2 separate regions of the Zea mays genome follow, and region 1 is linked to region 2. A link is a contact called in public Hi-C data. All regions are on one chromosome and are shown on one strand. Each heading gives the region's core, a stretch centred on a gene start, on an enhancer-like site or on the middle of the called end of the contact. The rest is flanking DNA. Distances are from core to core; before and after follow the strand shown. Region 1 holds the start of LOC100274591. Region 2 holds the start of HMT-3 (Homocysteine S-methyltransferase 3).

Evidence for each region. A called contact is a pair of places that touch in the nucleus more often than the background predicts.
Region 1: a Hi-C map of ear shows a contact between it and region 2, with 3 times the contacts expected there. The contact joins the promoter of LOC100274591 here to the promoter of HMT-3 in region 2. A contact is called at or near these places in 2 of 25 Hi-C or Micro-C datasets (ear and tassel).

Annotation. Positions count from the first base shown.
Region 1 is chr3:123,028,302-123,031,738 of Zm-B73-REFERENCE-NAM-5.0, forward strand. It overlaps LOC100274591, which reads right to left and starts at 1,793. Exons shown (of 1, transcript NM_001148944.2): 1 at 227-1,793. The coding sequence starts at 1,529. The coding sequence ends at 462.
Region 2 is chr3:122,379,813-122,383,185 of Zm-B73-REFERENCE-NAM-5.0, forward strand. It overlaps HMT-3 (Homocysteine S-methyltransferase 3), which reads left to right and starts at 1,803. Exons shown (of 7, transcript NM_001111543.2): 1 at 1,803-2,112; 2 at 3,170-3,226; 3 at 3,310-3,373. The coding sequence starts at 1,933.

The DNA.
Region 1 (3,437 bases), core at 543-3,042, 650 kb after region 2:
CCACGACCAACTATTACGGATACTGAAGGCTGCTGCTATACCGTACGTACTACTGACAGCAAGGTGCCAACACCAAGACACGACAGTCAGAACGCCGAGACCGTCAAAACCGTACTCGCCTGCACAAGTTCAAAGCATGGGCTAAATTATTACTATTATTATTATTATAGACGAACTGGGCTTAATACGAAGAGTTGTCACGTCAATTAGCTACTGTTTGTATGATTAGTTTCATGATATTTTCAATTAATTCTTCTAAAATCTGCATGTAAAACCCGTGTGCTAGTTATCCAAAACACTGCTGCTTTATTTACATGCCAAATCAACCGGCCAGACGACGATTAACCGTCGGCTAGCTGCTACTACTACGTACTACTAGCTAGCGGTGGTGTAAACCAACTGCCTTAACCGCGAGCATTGCCCAAGGAAACCAACTCGTGGCGCGGCGACCGACGGACGGGTCACTGGGCGCCGGGGCCCACGTCCTTCTTTGCGGCCCTGTTCTTCTTGGCCGCGCCGGCGGAGGAGGAGGCAGCGCCCGACGACGACGGGGCGAAGAGGCGGTCGATGCCCAAGGCGGCGGCGGACTTGCGGGAGCCGCGGAGCGAGCAGACGGGCACGTTGAGCACGGGCGCCACGCGCACGTGCGCCGAGTACGACCGCTCCATGGCGCCCGCGCTGCCGCTGCGGTGGCGCCGCCCGCCGGCCAGGCTGCTCGGGCTGCTGGAGCTGCGCCCGAGCCCGTTGAACACCACCTTTCCCGCCGCGTTCAGGCGCGGGCTGTCGGCCGCCACCGCCGACGGAGGGGGAGGCGGGGGCGCGGGTGGGGGCGCCGACGTCTGCTGCTGCGGCGCGGACAGCCGGATCTTGGGAGGCAGCAGGCTCTGGTGCTGCGACGACGCCGTCTTTTCGGTAGCCTTGGTGGTGACGTTGGGCTCCTCCGGGCCGGGCTCGCGGAGCAACGGCAGGCTCAGCGACGGCTCCGGCTCCGGGGGCTTGGGGCCGCGGCGGAGGAGCCGGCGCAGCGGCCTCGGGTCCGCCGCGGCGCCCGGCGACGCCTGCTGCTTCCGCAGACGCAGCAGATCACGCCACCTCCTCGCGGGGACCTTGGGCTCCGCCGCCGCCCGCGGCGTCTCCGGCTGCTGCTGCTGCTCCTGCTTCGGCGGCGGCGGCGGCAGCGTCGACTGCGCGGCTACCTCGGCCTCCGCCCCGGCCGCCGTCTCGTCCGTGGACGCGGGGATGCGGAGTGGGACCAGCTTGCCCCCGGAGAAGAGCTCGTCGGCGGGGAGCATGGAGCAGGCGGCGGCGCACCCGCCGAGCAGAAACTCGAAGTCGGCGCCGGCGCCGGCGCCTGGCCCGGCCTTCCCTCCTGCCGCTGCCGCAGCATCCCTTCCCCCTACTCCTCCTCCGCCCGCATCGTCCAGGCTGAACGACACCCGCGGGCCTAGCCACTGCGCCGCCGCCGCAGGAGGGGGAGGCGGAGGCGGCGGCGGTGCCGGAGGTCGCGGCGCGGCGGTGGCGGAAGCCATTGCTCAGCTCCCTCCCTAGCCCCTACCCGCAGTTAGCGGAAGCAGCACGTGGCACGACGGGAGCAGCAACTAGCAAGGCGACAAGGAAGGGTGGAAAGGAGTGGAAGCGACGTGGGTTGCCTTGCCTCCGGATCTCCTCTCCCCACTTCTTCTTCTTGGCCTGAAACGAAGACCACGAGTTGGGGTGGTGGAGGCGGGACGACGACCGACCACGAGGTGTGCCAGAGGGGGAGGAGACACGAGAGACGAGAGCGCGTATAGGGGCTACACGAGCCTACTCCTCCTAGGAGCCGCGCGCGTGGGATGACGGCGAGGCGTGTCTCGGCCCTCGGGGCGTGGTTGCTTGCTCTTTTGCTCCGCTCCGGGGCCGGGGCCGGGGCTTGACTGTGCTGTGTTGTCAGTGCGACGGTCTTGGCCTCTTAGGACTCGGATGGTGATTGCCAGATTGCGTGAATGGGCGTGTAATTTTTTTTTGTCCAGCGCGCCATCCACGAGACCACGACGACGTCAAGTACGTCCAGCGCATGGCAGTGTGTTTCTCCTTAATCAGAAAATGATAGTAGTTGTATTTTACCATAAAAAATATCATATATGAGATTGTTCGCTTTACTCTCAATTCATGTGTATTAGATGAGAGATTAGATAGGTTTAAATGGATTTCGATCCATAACTTCTTTTATTATATATATAGTTAATCGCTAAAGAATCAATATAATCTTAGAGCTACTTTTGAACATAAATCTATTTAGGTAAATTTTATGCTCTAATCTTCCAAATGATTTGACTAACTACTGGTTAAACTTTATTAATTTCAACTCCTTTTAAGTCTAATATACTTATCGCTTCTAGACCGAGGAAATAATATTCAACCAAATGAAAGATGTCTGAGTTGGTTCAATGTTAGACATCTCAAAGGCATTTGACATGTCGTTTCTAGACGTGCTCCGACCCTTCGGGCTTAGGCGACGGTGTGATGGCGCCACTAGATCTTCACCCTCTCGCGCATCCTCCTCAACAAACAACCGAGACACAGGATACAACACATGTGTGGTGTGCAGAAGAGTGATTCCCTTTCGCCCATGCAATTTATTGTCGTCGTCATGCTAGTGTTCAGCTAGCCGTTCTCCACATCAAAGCAGGCTATCATTACTCGTGAGGCCAAACCCACCGCGATCAAGCACCAATGCAACACCTTTGCTGACGATATCATCTTATGTGCACACCTAGACATTCATGTGTTAGAGCTCTAGCAACTTAGCTAGTAACCCTAGCAACTAGAAACGATAGAACATGGAGCTAAACCTTTAGTGTTGGGAGAAGATGCCATGGAGTCGGAGTTCGATGATTTGGGTGCAATGAATGTGATGGTGACGACATTCCCTTCAATAACCATGTAGAGATTAGATCGAATCTCGTGAGAGTGTGCGGTAAAAGATGGTGCAATGAATGTTGGTTCATGTGTCAACCCCGTGTCTATTTTTATACATATTAAGAAAGGGGGTCAAAGCCAATGGGGTATACTTTATGCAAGAAAATGTAGAGAAGCTCGATTCATCCTCTCTCTCTCTCTCTCTGACATATCTGATCCTTTTCTGGAGGATGATCACGGTGATGGAGGAGGAAGGGAATAGCAAGCGCAACCACCTTGACTTCTTCAAAACCACTGTCATATGAAGAGTAACAATCAAGAATTGGCACTTGACCTATCCAAGGCTAATAAGTATAATGGATACACACAAGCTTTTCTCAATGTGATAATGAGGCTGTTAATCAAGTTATTATCGATTGTCAAGACTATCACTAAGCAAAAGCTCTTCCTCACACTCCAAAGGGTTTCTTCAGCCGTTAAAATAAACAAGAGAGCTAGAATAAACGAGTTGGGGTGTATTTATACAACCTAACTAGGCA
Region 2 (3,373 bases), core at 553-3,052:
TACTCCATCACTGAATACATGTGTGACAAGATCAAATGCTCTTAGCACTCGCCCAATCCATGGCCCCATAACAAAGCAGTCACCGGAAACAAAAGATCTCACTCTTGACAGCTTCTTGCTGTTTGCATCTTTAAATGTCACCTGAGCTTGTCTCCAAGTCAACAAACATTACAACACCAACAGCACATCCCAACTAACCTGAGGGATTAGAAACAGGGCAGACTATGTTGCTGAGTAAAATTGAACTGGTGACAGTGTATCCAAACCCAAAGTGACTACTATGTTGCTGAGTAAAAATGAGGTGAAACGACTATATTCATATATGTTAGTGAAATGGTTGGCACGACCCCTGTACTTGTTCATGGTATATGGATAACTGTCAATGTTGTTGGTGATCCAACTATGTTTGGTGAATGGAAACGAGATGGCTCTAATGGCTGGGCGGATCAAGTATGGAAAAAGTGTGTAGCTTCGGAAATAGTTGTTGCCACCTGTAGTCCAAAGTATATCAATATCTTCCAACATCCGAGAAAATTTAAAAGATAGGATTCATCAACAGACCATTAAATATTGTTTTTGATATGCATAACCAATGACTTGTGAGTATTATTAGGCGAGGTAACTAGAAAATTCATTATCCTATGAATTAAATAGCAATTTTTAGATGAGTGTCTGGTAGCCCTAATTGTGGGAAGTAGAAACTCTCAAGAGCATAATAGTATGATTTCTGTGGGGATTTAAACCTGTTGCCTTGCTGTGCAAGACCTGAACATGTTAAAGACCACTAATACTGCTTGATATTAGTAGTCTATTTATAATTGGCTGGTATAGCGCCTAATAGGGCGCGGTCTATTTCTAGTGGCATTGAAAGGAACATATTATCTATATCGACAGCAGGAATAAGATGTGTCTAGATGACAGTAACAGCACCGAGAGGAGGGTAAAAAATCTGAGTAGTTGGCAGCGAGAGAGATCTGTAATTTGAGATGACACAAGGGAAGGGACAGGCGGACAGCGCTACAGGTTGGCGACGGCAGAAATTTCACCTACGAATGCGGGTAGGTGCATTACCGCTGCCAATTTTGTGGGTAGGTGCACTGAACCCGCACGCACGCACCGCCGCTGCCGCGCACGTATCATGCATGCTCTGGTTGCCGCCTTGGCTGTCGTTTGTTATCTGCTGACGACGCGCTCACGGGGAGAGTCGCGGTCACGCAAGGTTTGGTACAGGCTGACCGAGGGTGACATCTTTAAAATTCATACTAGTAGTAGTAATACGTTCCCATAAGAATATAATTTAATTTGAAATATCGTCGCTGTGACCGTGACCGAGTTGAGAACCGAAATTTCTTTAGCGGTAATAATATGATATATTGGCGGAACTGAACACGAAAGACCATGGTGGCATGAAAAATGTGGGCATTTTCAGGAGAGCGGCCATCCGTAAAGCACGTTATTTTTGACTCACTCATACATACTGTACATATAGATATAGACTCGAATAATCTCGCAGTCTTGTATATATTAGTCATTTCTATTAGCTTCAGATTTAGACCATATTTGTTTACCCTCAAGTTTAAATAAGTTAAGAGACAAATAAACAATATATATTATTATTACTTATTAGATGGAATTATATATAATATATATATATATCTAAATTATGATATCTATAAGCTAGATTATATAATCTTAAAATGAAATAAACAGTACCCTGTTTAGAATCTCTACCTAATAGTTCGCTGTTAACATTATTAAGCTGTTTAGAATGAACGATTATGAACAGAAAAAAGCTAAAACAAAAAAAAAAATAGAGTAGACTCGCCAGCCAGGCAGCCACCCTCACCCTGGTCTGGTCTCCTCTCCAAGCGGGCAGCGCTCCTCCAAACTGAACCCTATCCTAGCACGAGTGCACGTCGGTGGCAGCAGGAGATGGTGGGGACGGCGGAAGGCGGCGCGGAGAGGGCGGTGCGGCGGTGGGTGGACGCCGCCGGCGGGCGCCTGGTCCTGGACGGCGGGCTGGCCACGGAGCTCGAGGCCAACGGCGCCGACCTCAACGACCCGCTCTGGAGCGCCAAGTGCCTCCTCTCCTCCCCGCACCTCATCCGCAAGGCAAGCCCGCCCGCCCGCCCGCGACCCTCCTTAAGGCTACCCTCACTCTTCGTACGAGGCCGCCCCATTCGGCCGCCGTCCCGTGCTATCCCCTAATGGAAAGTTGTTGGGTGCTTTCTGGCGATCTGTTTGATTGGATCTCCGCCCTCTGTTCTTCGACTTCGAGCCAGGGAGGACCCAAGCACGCGGCGATGCGGCCGTGCTGCCTGCCTTTTTTTTATTTGCCCCCTCTTTTTGTTCCTTCTATATTCGGAACACTTAACTAGTGACGAGCCGAGATTTTGGCCTGGCGTGGGTGGGATCGACGGGTCACTACTTGTTAATACGGTCTACTAATTTATTGCAAGGTAATGTAGTGGGGATGCTTTCTTTTTGTTTTCATGGTCCGAGGGTCTTGGAAGGAAATAGCGTCGCAGCAAAAGAATGTATTTGAGAACGTCCCCACAGCTACTACCGCATCGTGCACAGGACAGTGGCATGTCCTCCTATGCGTATGGGTATGTTGCGGAGATTGGAATGAATAGAGCCCATGCTTGCTGTCGAATTGGCTCGTGCGTCAAGGGACGAAGCTTATGCTAGCGACTGAATTTGGTGACTGGTTCAGGAATATAACTTTATTCTGTCTGATGATTTTGAGCTTGCCCTGGATCAGAACATTCTTGTTCTTATCCAGACTTGTCCCCAGCTGAGTCCTTCACTGTCGACTTCATAAATCAGAACTCATGTTTGACCCACCCAATTCATTGTGGAGGCTAGACATGTACGTCCGGGGAAAGGTGTTTATGTGATTTATTTCCGAAGGTAGTTCTGGGCTAGTATATGTGAACTTCTACTCTAATTAACAGTGAATAACCCGGATGCTATTATCTTAACAGAACTGAATAGCAATTTCGCAGTCGTGATGTCTGTTCAAATCCCTTATTTGTTCTTTACCTAACCAACGAATTATGTACTTTTGTATTTTCATTTAAATAAACCATTCTTGTTTCATTGGGCAAACAGTCATTTTCAGACTACCATGACACATTAATAACCCTTTATGTATTTGGTGAACCAGGTCCATATGGACTACCTAGAAGCTGGGGCGAACATTATAATCACAGCATCGTATCAGGTTCGGTGCTGTAAACACCCAACTTTTCAGCTTCATGTGATGTTCATTTGTCAGTGATACTGACAGTCGTCTTGGGACCGCAGGCCACTATCCAAGGGTTTGAATCAAAGGGCTTTTCAAAAGAACAAAGTGAAAACTTGTTAACAA